Linked DNA regions of Mus musculus: region 2 is linked to region 1. The links are chromatin contacts, called in public HiChIP or PLAC-seq maps. All regions are on one chromosome and are shown on one strand. The core of a region is the stretch at or near the end of the contact, and the rest is flanking DNA. Distances in the headings are between cores, read along the strand shown.

What was found. HiChIP or PLAC-seq counts read pairs in DNA pulled down with a chosen protein or histone mark.
Region 2: a RAD21 HiChIP or PLAC-seq map of pro-B cells shows a contact between it and region 1, with 2.4 times the contacts expected there. The contact joins two enhancer-like sites. A contact is called at or near these places in 1 of 15 datasets of contacts at CTCF or cohesin (pro-B cells), 1 of 484 Hi-C or Micro-C datasets (bone marrow-derived macrophages) and 1 of 115 datasets of contacts at active chromatin or transcription factors (large pre-B cells).

The regions. Positions count from the first base shown.
Region 1 is chr16:65,125,386-65,131,201 of GRCm38.p6, forward strand. No RefSeq gene overlaps it. Among named protein-coding and RNA genes, the nearest start is that of Htr1f, 23 kb to the left of the region's middle. Within about 2 kb of position 2,681, at least 10 of the 459 cell types and tissues checked have an H3K27ac peak or open chromatin away from gene starts, as enhancers often do. A contact at or near this core is called in pro-B cells, where this site is marked.
Region 2 is chr16:65,374,239-65,379,960 of GRCm38.p6, forward strand. No RefSeq gene overlaps it. Among named protein-coding and RNA genes, the nearest start is that of Pou1f1, 140 kb to the right of the region's middle. Within about 2 kb of position 4,228, at least 19 of the 459 cell types and tissues checked have an H3K27ac peak or open chromatin away from gene starts, as enhancers often do. A contact at or near this core is called in pro-B cells, where this site is marked.

The sequences.
Region 1 (5,816 bases), core at 1,431-3,930:
TATATTCTTTTGATTTAGGATGAAATATTCTATAGATATCTGTTAAATCCATTTGTTCCATAACTTCTGTTAGTTTCACTGTGTCTCTGTTTAGTTTGTGTTTACCTGATCTGTCAATTTATGAGAGTAGGGTTTTGAAATCTCCCACTATTGTTGTGTGAGGTACAATGTGTGCTTTGAGCTTTAGTAAAGTTTTTTTATAAATGTGGGTGCCCTTGTATGTGGAGCATAGATGTTCAGAACTGAGAGTTCTTCTTAGCAGATTTTTCCTTTGATGAGTATGACTTTTTTTTGATGACTTTTGGTTAAAAGTCAACTTTATCCAATATTAGAATGGCTACTCCAGCTTGTTTCTTGAGACCAGTTGCTTGGAAAATTGTGTTCCAGCACTTTAGTTTGAGGTAAAGTGTTTGTCTTTAACACTGAGGTGCATTTCCTATATGCAGCAGAATGTTGGGTCCTGTTTACATATCCAGTCTGTTAGTCTATGTCTTTTTATTGGGGAATTGAGTCCATTAATGTTAAAAGATATTAAGAAATAGTGATTGTTGATTCCTGTTAATTTTATGTTTGTGTGGCTATCTTCTTTTGGGTTTGGTGAAAGAAGATTACTTTTTTGCTTTTTCTAGGGTGTAGTTTGCCACCTTGTATTGGCATTTTCTGCGTATTATCTTTTGTAGTGCTAGATTTATGGAAAGATATTATGTAAATTTGTTTTTGTCATGAAATGTCTTGGTTTCTCTATCTACGGTAATTGAGAATTTTGATGGGTATAGTATTCTGGGATGGCATTTGTGTTCTCTGAGGGTCTGTATGAGATCAGCCCAGGATCTTCTAGCTTTCATAGTCTCTGGTGAGAAGTCTGGTGCAATTTCGATAGGTCTGCCTTTATGTGTTACTTGACATTTTTCCCTTACTGCTTTTAATATTATTTCTTTGTTTTGTGCATTTGGTATTTTAACTATTATGTGATGGGAGAAATTTCTTCTCTAGTCCAATCTATTTGGAGTTCTATAAGCTTCTTGTATGTTTATGTGTATCTCTTTCTTTAGGTTAGGGAAGTTTTCTTCTATAATTTTGTTGAAGATATCTATTTGCCCTTCAAGTTGGGACTCTTCACTCTCTTCTATATCTATTATCCTTAGGTTTGGTCTTATTATTGTGTCTTGGATTTCCTGGATGTTTTGGGTTAGGAGCTTTTTGCATTTTCTTTGACTATTGTGTAAGTGTTTTCTATGGTATCTTCTACACTTAAGATTTTCTCTTCTATCTTTTGTATTTTGTTGGTGATGCTTGCATCTATGACTCCCGATCTCTTTCCTAGGTTTTCTAACTCCAGTGTTAGCCCCCTTTGTGATTTCCTTATTGTTTCTATTTCCAGTTTTAGATCCTGGATGGTTTTGTTTAGTTCCTTCACCTATTTAGTTGTGTTTTTCTGTAAACCTTTAAGGGATTTTTGTGTTTTTTCTTCGGCTTCCATTTCTTTACCTGTGTTCTCCTTTATTTCTTTAAGGGAGTTATTTATGTCCTTCTTAAAGTCCTCTATCATCATCATCATAAAATATGATTTTAAATCAGAGTCTTGATGTTCTGGTGTGTTGGGGCATCCAGGGCTCAATGAGGTGAGAGAACTTGTTTCTGATGATGCCATGTGCCCCTTGGTTTCTGTTGCTTATATTCTTGCCTTTGCCTCTTGCATTTTGGTTATCTCTGGTGTTAGATGATTTTGCTGTCTCTGACTGTGGCTTGTCCCTCCTACAAGCCTGTGTGCCAGTACTTCTGGGAGACCAGTTCTCTCCAGGAGGTTTTGGTACGGAGCACTTTGGCACAGGATCAGCTGCTGGCACAAATGGAAACCGGAAGGATTTTGTCCCAGGCTGCTCCTCAGATCCTGTGTCTTGAGGGCCCTGGGCAGGTCCCTCTGAGCAGAAGTGGTGGTCTTACCTGTTATCACAGGCATGTCTGCACTCCTGGGAGACCAGCTCTTTCCCATAGGGATTTGGGTATGGAGCACTGTGGCACATGATCAGCTCTGGGCACAGACAGAAACCACAAGGCTCTTCTTTTTGTATTTCTAAAAAAATGTTATTGAGTACAACAATGTATTATACATGTACATTTACAGGTTTTTAAATGTTCATTATTTATTTATTTATTTATTTATTTATTTAGACTAGTTTTGTTCTGATGTCTACTTTACCCAATGCAAATATAACTAGTCTGACTAAGTTTTGGTTTCTATTTTCTGGATATATTGACTTTATTATTAAAAATAAAAAAAAACTCTGTCAATGTGTGCTTTTGACATTGAGGAATGTGTTTTTTTTCTCTAAACAATAAATAGTTGGATTTTATTTTTAATTCAATCAGGTAGTCTGTTCTTTATGTATAACTGAAGAATTAGGACTTCATATATAGGATTTTTATTGAGAGTAATTTTCTGATTTCTGTATTTTTTTTGTTAGTTCTTTTCTTGATTGCTGCAGATTGAATGATAATCATGCCCCTTTGGATCCTGCGTTTGAACATTAGTTCCCAGTTGATGATGTGATTTGAGAAGGCTATGGACGCTTTGGGATATAGTGTCTTGGGGAAAGAAGTATGTTATTGGGAGTTGGCTTTGAAGTTTTATAGACTAGTCCCCAATTCCTGTTTTTTGTCTCTGCTTCCTGACTGCAGAGTCCCCACTTCCTGTTTTCTATCTCTGCTTCTTGTTTGTGGAGAACCTGCCAGCAGTCTGCTTCTTGACTCCCATGCTGGTCTCAGGGTCTTTTTACCATACTTTCTCTATCGATTTTTTTTCTTAGCATCCTTTCTGGAATGGAATTTATTCTTTCCTATGTTCATGTAATGAAAAAAATGTTTCTTTCTCTTCTTTATGTAGGATTCAATTATTTATTTATTTTTTCTGCAATGCTAGCTTGATGATTGTGAATTGCATTAATCTGTGCTTATTTTTGAAATATGTTTATTTCACCATTGATTTTAAAGATAATTTTGCTCAGCAGTTATTTAGTTTCAGGATATGAAACCTTGGGTTTTAGGTCTTTTGCTAAGAGGTTTGAAGTTACTCTGATGAATTGACATTGTAAATTATTTCACATTTTTTTCTTGGAGTCTTTAATATTGTTTCTTTGTTTTATAGTTTTGGCAAGATGAGTGTAATGTGCTGTGAAGAGGATTTTCTCTGGAGATGTCTATTTGAGATTATAAATACCTCTTGGCCTTAAATGCCCATGAATTTCCCCTAGGTTTGGGAAACTTTCTGCTATAATTTCATTAAATAGATTTTCTATGACACTAAAAATAAATCTTAGTTGCATCTTCTACACCACAGAATCTCAACATTTATAATTATAAGATCATTTCACAATTCTTAGAACTAGGGTTTTTCTTTATTGCTTTCTAAAAGGAGTCTTCTGTTAGCCTTGTCTTCCATCCCAATATTCTAGCTTCTGTCTGTCTACTGGAAATACTTCTCAATGTGTTTTTATTTGATTAGCTGAGGTTTTCATTTCCAACATTTCTCTTTGATTTTTTTCTAACAAATCCTTTCCTCTTTCTTCCTTCCTTCCTTCCTTCCTTCCTTTCTTTCTTTCTTTCTTTCTTTCTTTCTTTCTTTCTTTCTTTCTTTCTTTCTTTCTTTCTTTCTTTCCTTTCTCTCTCCCCCTCTCTCTCTCTTTCTCTCTCTCTCCCTCCCTCCCTCCCTCTTTCTCTCTTTCTCTCTCCCTCCCTCCCTCCCTTCCTTCCTTCCTTCCTTCCTCTCTCCCCCAACCCCCGGATTTTTTATCCTTGTTCCCAAGTTTCTCTTCTGCAATTTTGCTTACTTCCCTACATCCTTGGTTTATTTTATTCTCATTCTTTTTTTAGTTCATTCATCTGGTTGTTTGATTTCTTTGAAATCACTGATCATTTTTAGAAGTAAGACTTTAGAGTCAGTAATTGGACAAGATTTGTTGTACATACCATGTTGTCTTTTATTTTCATCTTTCTTGTTTTCCTGTGTTGCACTACATGCATCTGTTGTTTTGGATACCTTTTCCTTCTTTATTTGAGGCTATTCCTAGTGTAGACACTACTCTTGTTGGCTCATTCATGAAGGGAAAAGCACAAAGAGCCAAAAAAAAAAAAGATGAAGTGTTGGAGCAGCTTGTTTCTGGGTTTTCTATAATTGGAGTCTGCCAGGTGGAGGTGGGGGAGGAAAGTTGAAACTGGTGTCTTGTGTTTCTATTTAAGATGTCGTTGAACCAGATTCTGTGAAGCGCCCAGTTGTTCCTTGGGATTTTTTTTCCTTCTAGAAGCTGTCTTCTTGTTGTATCCTGATACTTTGCTGACCACACTTAACTGTGCAGTCTGTGGGTTGGGGAGGCTCTCTTACACTCTCAAGATTTCTCACCTTGTATTCTTTGGGGTGGCTAATGCTGTAGTCTGGAGTTTCCCCTGAGTATATTTGTAATAGGGGGAGCCAATACAATATGGAGATCTATATAGGCTGCCTCATTCTTTAAAGACCTAAGTAACATAAAATGCAACTGTAGGAATGAGACTTTGAGAGACAGTTTTGCTGTCGATTAAGTAATTGTTTCCTTTTCCAGAAAGTTTCCCCTTTAATGCTTCATAATCATTTATGATTCTTATTTTAGATTGTCTTAATATTGGTAGATGTGACCATTCTGTATACAACTGACATAGTACTACTGGTAGATCCAGCAGTACCTCTCCTGGGCATGCACCCAGAAGATGTTCCAACTGGTAAGAAGGACACATGCTCCACTATGTTCATAGCAGCCTTATTTATAATAGCCAGAAGCTGGAAAGAACCCAGATGTCCCTCAAAATGTCGCAATTTACACAATGGAGTACTACTCAGCTAATAAAAACAACGAATTTATGAAATTCTTGGGCAAATGAATGTATCTGGAGGATATCATCCTGAATGAGGTAACCTAATCACAAAAAAAGTCACTTGATATGCACTCACAGATAAGTGGATATTAGCCCAGAAACCTAGAATACCCAAGATACAACTTCCAAAACACAGGAAAATCAAGAAGGAAGACCAACTCGTGGATACTTCATTCCTCCCTAGAATAGGGAATAAAATATCCATGGAAGGAGTTTCTTTAACTTTTTATTGAGACTCAATTACAAGGAAAGAAAAGAATATATAATTTTTGTTGGTGGTGTTTTGTTTGTTTTTTAGAGCAAGAATCATTTTAGCCAAGGGACTGTAAAATGCAACAATTACCTAAGCTCTTTATTGTTAGAACTGGTAGGAAAGGCCATTACCTGAATTTGGATTTTAAAATAGTCTCAATTCATCTCGTGATTTAATTTGGTCTATTTATTCAACTTCTTATGTTTTTAATCTATTCAATTAAAATAGCATTCCTTCCATTGCATGAGCTTAATGAAGCTAAATAATAAATGGTAAGTAAATTAATTCATATGCAGAGCTGAGGACAGTGTTGGAAATGTAGGAAACTCTCATTAAATATTAAGCATTATTTTTATTATTTTAAATACACTGGGTCATCGAGAACTGTTTGCTCCTTTTTTTATTATTAAAAATCACATTCTTGTATTTATCAAAAGGATTATTTGTGCAATCAACATTTCATTTTCTGGTGTTCCTCATCTTTTCCTTTTGTTATAATCCTTGCTAGAGGTAACTTTTAATGAACTAATAAGTTGGCCTTTCAAACGTGGGGAGGACAAAATTTAGCCCAGTGTTTCTTAAACTTTAAAATTCACAAGGATCATTTGAGGATTTTGTCTTTTTTTTGTTTTGTTTTGTTTTTGTTTTTGTTTTTAAG
Region 2 (5,722 bases), core at 2,978-5,477, 250 kb after region 1:
TGATATGGCATAATCTGTAGTGTATATAATTTCATCTTTTCCCAACAAATTAAGCTGCTTCAATTATATTTTCTGATGCTTAGTAGAAACACAGTCTTATGTTCTATTGATTTATAAGAAAGCTCAAAAATTCCCTCAACATTTTCTTCCTTTATAAATCTAAAGAGCATATTACTGAATTGATTCCACTTGTTCATGATTCAGGTTTATTGTTGATCCGTGTTCAATCTTCTTGGAGTAATCACTGATTCTCTTATTATATATTAACAGGAACATTTAATATTAAAATCATATAATGGGTATAGTGGTCTCTGTGGCTATAATATTTGTATTTATATAATATTTACTCTCAAAAACAAAAGACAAAACTATAGGAGGTGGGACAAAACCAGAAAGTTTACTCTATTTTTTTCTTTTGGTTTTTTCGATACAGGGTTTCTCTGTATAGCCCTGGCTATCCTGGAACTCACTTTGTAGACCAGGCTGGCCTCGAACTCAGAAATCCACCTGCCTCTGCCTCCTGAGTGCTGGGATTAAAGGCGTGCGCCACCACGCCAGGCTGAAAGTTTACTCTTTATTCTTCCATAAATGACTCGAGTTTCTAGTGGCTAAGAACACACTATTAAACATCAGGTTATAAAATAAAAGTAGTAATTAATGTTAACATCTTCAGATGAAGGGATTGTTTTCACACATCAAAACTTGTGGAAATGGAAAGGAATGTTGGGATGACATATTTATTTGAAAGTAAGGCTGAGTTAATGCCTCTAAGTCATGGCTATCTTGTCTTCCATGTAAGGACGACACATTTTATAGATATAATGGGAAATTCAATGGGGCAGATGAAAAAGATGTGCATAATATTTGACTAATTCATTTTTAAATATAATTTGTTTGTATTTAACTTTCATGACCTTAACTAGTATATGAGAAGTAGAGGAATTTGGACACTCTCAAGTACTAACAGGTACAAATGTAATTCATCTAGCAAACAAATGGCATGAAATTATTATGACTTCCTAGATATTCTTCTAAAATTAGATATTATACCATTGTCCTATAATTGTGTTGCCTCCAGCCATATTTTCATATAAGCCCCATTAACTCCTATTGCTTATATATAGTCACTTGAAAACTTAGTTTTATGGGAGGGGGAATATTTTTAAATGATGTCAAGTGTAGTTATACTTTACATTTTGGGTCCTGCTATGGATGTGAAAACCAAGTGATAGAAGAAGCAATTAATTCAGGAGTCAGCTTGAGGGTCCTCACATTGATAGAAGTGACACCAAAGATATACTGCATGGTTTCCAAGAAAGAGTGGAGATGTAACCAAACCATCAAAGAATACTGAAGGTCCCTTTTTATGAGTGCTTCATAGCCTCAGTAATAGTGTCAGGCCTTGGGACCCCTTGAGCTGGATCCCACTTTGGACCCGTCGCTGGAACCTTCTTTTCTGCAGGCTGCTCTTCATTTCCATCTCTGTAATTTTTTCAGACAGGAACAATTATGGGTCAGAGTTTAGACTGTGGGATCACAACCCCATCCCTCACTTGATGCCTTGTCTTCCTGCTGGAGGAGGCACCTATCATGACTGCCCTCTGAAAGACCCAGCAAGCAGCTGAAAGAATTAGATGCAGATATTTGCACCTAACCAATGGACAGAAGCAGCTGACCCCTGTTGTTGAATTAGGAAAGGCTGAAAGACACTGAAGAGAAGGGTGATACTAAAGGAGGACCTTCTCAATTAACCTGGACTGCGGAGATTTCTCAGACACTGGAGTACCAACCAGGCAGCATACACCAGCTGATATGAGGCCCCCAACACACATACAGCAGAGGACTTCTGTGTTTGTGTTCATTCAGAAATGATGCACCTAACCCTCAAGAAACTGGAGGAACTCGGGGAGTTTAGAGGTCAGGTGAGCGGGGGCATTCACGTGGAGACAGGTGGGTAGGGAGGAGGTATGGGATGTGGAACAGTCAGAGGGTAGATTGAGGGGGGGATAAAGTATGGAGTGTAAAAAAATAAATTAATTAAAAAAAAGAAATGTTGTCGGAAATAAAAAACACATTGGACTGAAAAAAAAAAGACTACTGAAGGTTTTCAGAGAGAGGCTGGTACCTTTATTTATTTCTTCATGACATTCCTGTATTTGTCCTGATAAGACTACTATAAAAAAGACTCTCATTTTCAAGGTGGTTTCAACCCTAGAAGTTTGTTTTATCATTTGTTGGAGATAGAAGCTCTTGAAGAGACACTCATCATGGTTTTTTGTATCTAGTAAAACCTTGACCCTTGCAGCTTCAGATCTTCAGAGGGGCTTCCCCCATCAAAGCTTGTTACCCTTCTCTGTAACTCAGTCTCCTTTTACTGGGAGTACTCCAGCCAGATTTCATTACAGTCTACCTCCATAGATTCATTTTAGTTGACCATTTTAAAAGTCCTGTCTCCCAATGTGGTCACATTCTGAGGTGCTGAGGCTGGGATTCACCATATGGGTATCTGAGTGGGAAGTTGCATGCTAAATCATAGCAATCCTCACCTCTTAAAATAAAATGGCAATGCAGAACAGGGCAAGCTCTATACTCCAGAGAAAATGTCCCTCCTCCTTGGAACAAACTCTCTTTCTGGCCCTCTTATTATTATAACACAGATTCTCTTTCCACATCTCCCCATCACAGTGTTGTGCATGCTTTCACACACCACCACCCACTGCAGGGGCATTTGTCTTCAATCTGGCCACAACCATTGGACTTTGGTTAGTCCCATTAGTTTAGAACATTATTTCAAATCCTATATTCTACCAAATGTTTATTTCTGCATTCATTCCTCTAGAATTTTAGTAGATGTAAGTCTAGTCTTGATTTTAATGCCTTGCATACAAAGATGCTAAACATGCTGTGTTGATGCATTAAGACTTAATGATATTAATAAATTCATTAGAGCTTTCCATCAATGTTGTTGGTGTTTTCCTTAATCTGTTTAACTTTCTTCAAGCATGACGTGACATTAAAATCTCTAATAACTCACATTTTACTTTTAGTGACTTCCCTATTTATCATTTTTAGGGATATTCAAGAATATTTCTTGGGTGTTTGTTAAATAGAATAAGATAGAGGAAGAGTGACTGATCAAAAGAGGAAGAGGTTTAAAAATTAATAATGAGTTTATGCTCAGATGATTCATTAATCTTTGACAACTAACTTATGTCGAGACACCACCTTAACCTGTAGGTGCATATTATCTTAAGCTAGGAAAATGTCCTTCATACAAATCAACCACATGCTGAACTATGGGTGAGTTTCAATAAATTCCAAAAGATTGGTAGCATATAACTCATGTTTACCAGTTACAAAAAATCAAGTCAGATATAGATAGTAAAAACGGAAAAAAGAACAATCTATTTGGAAATTAAAGAACACGGTTAAGTAAAATGAGAAAGAGGCAAATTCCTAAAGTAGATACCAGAAAACACTTAAAATTGGATTATTATATATAATATACATAACAAAGTATGTATATGTATATACATGTGTATATGTACATGATATATACATATACATCATATACACATACATATATATATATATATATATATGTATATATACATGCTGTGTGATATAGGCTAAAGCAATTTTAGGACACAACTTATAACTATTAAAAATACCAAAACTTGAAAGTTAATTAGCTAAATATAAAAATGGCAAAAGACTAATGCCAAATTTAGTAAAAAGGCAAAAGAATTAAATTTACATAGTTAATTAGTGAAAGAAAATAAGATACAATATCAGCAAACTTAATAAGATTTGAAAATGATAATTAAGCTGGTGGAACTGTGGAAAGCAGATAACAAAGTATCACAGTTGAACAAAGTTAAGGCTAAAGCCCTCTGACTCCGAAGATGCTGCCTGCTGAGATTAGATGAGAAATGGAAACTGATTGAATTTGAAAGGCCTATGAGTGTTTCACTGGTGACTTCACACAGCAAGGCCCATAGAAACCCCTTCCCACTTGGCAAAGACCTGTGAATGAATTCTATGTTCTTCTTCGGACTCATTCAAGGAGTGAAACCCTCCTCTCCTCTCTCTAACCCTACTCATCCTCCAGATGTGACAGTTAATCCTGGGTAATTTGGGAAACATACTTATGTCCCTAGAGGCACAGCTACAGTCACACTGAGTAAGCTGGTCACAGTGTGGAGAACAACGGTCCTGGCTCACATAACTGTTTCAGGAAGCTGGGTCTGATCAACAGCGACCTATAAAATGGGGAAGTTGTATCTGATCAACAGAGACTTAATCAGGAATTAGTGGATGCATATCAGGAAAAGTTGCTTGGTACATGAACATGTCTCTGCCTGCAGTGATAAAAGGTATTGTGACAGAGAACTGCTATTGTGACTGGGGGTGGGGGAAACTAATGTTAAATTTTAGTTGCAGAGTATGGTTGAGGGTATTTGTGTGACTGACCCAGAGGGAGAGGGAAAGGAGGAAGGGGGCTTTTGTAATGATAAGGCTTATGTATACTGACATTATGATTCTTTAAATAAAATAGCCAATTATTTCACTGCTCAGGTGAGTAGGCTTGAGATTGTATAAATAACAATAGTTCAAGATATTTTGGGCAACTGGATTGATAGTCAACAGGTGGTCAATGTCTTTAGTCTTTCCAATATGTCTGTCCTCAGGTTCCAGACCCCTGCTAAAGCACTGGTCACAGGCAATGGAATACCTGACCATACAGAACGTTACAGTTTTTCAGAACATCAGAGAAAACTAGAAAAAAACAACTTCATAAGCACTATAAAATCAAAAGAGAAAAAATTCTGGAAGATGTCATAATTAATAAATTTAACTCCAAAATGAAAAAAAAAAAGTCTAATCTCAAATAAGTTCTTCCAGGGTATAAAAAGCGATGGGGCTGAGCAAACACAACAGCTGTCAGGGACGGATCATATGGAAGAAAAGTCACTGATTTTACTTATGGGCATTCAGTGAGGCAAAATATTTGAAACCAAATCTATTTATATTTAAAACAGACAGTGCATTGTGACCTAGTTAAGTTTATCTCAGTATGACATAATTGGCAGTTGTGTTATTTTTCCTTGGGAAGTGAAACACAACATCTATTCACCACAGATAAAGCAGGCTTTGAGAGGACAAACAAAAGATGCTCTCCCAGCCCAGGTTTTGAGCCTTTACTGGGCTCATTGGTGCATGGACGGTTCAGAAAAGCTGCTCCATCTGGAAGTCCCTCTTGGGACTTACCAGCAGCCATAGTACAGAGAAAATCTCTCTGCTGCCAATGGGGAAGGAGTGTCCATTGAGAATCCATACCAGGAAAATAGAAGACCATTGATGAAGGATGTGCTAGAATTTCTATTTTATGTCCTGAACATAATAAGAGGCGAGAGCAGCAAAATGAGCAATATTCTTACTTTTAAGTGGAACCCCTGATTTTGCTCAAGAGGTTTGAACAAAAAAAGTGATACAAACCCCACAAATTAGTGTTAGAGAATAACCATTAAAGGAGTTGGAGCGTAAGAGTGATGTGCAAATACATCTTTACTGGTCTTAGGGAAAATGGATGATGCTATTTCTTGGAAAGCAATGAAAGGATGCTTAGTTCTTGCATCTTGCTCTGAGATACAAAGTAGAAGACAAGAAGATGGGATCTTGGAATGGAATTATTCATCCTTTATTGTGTCCTGTGTGGAGT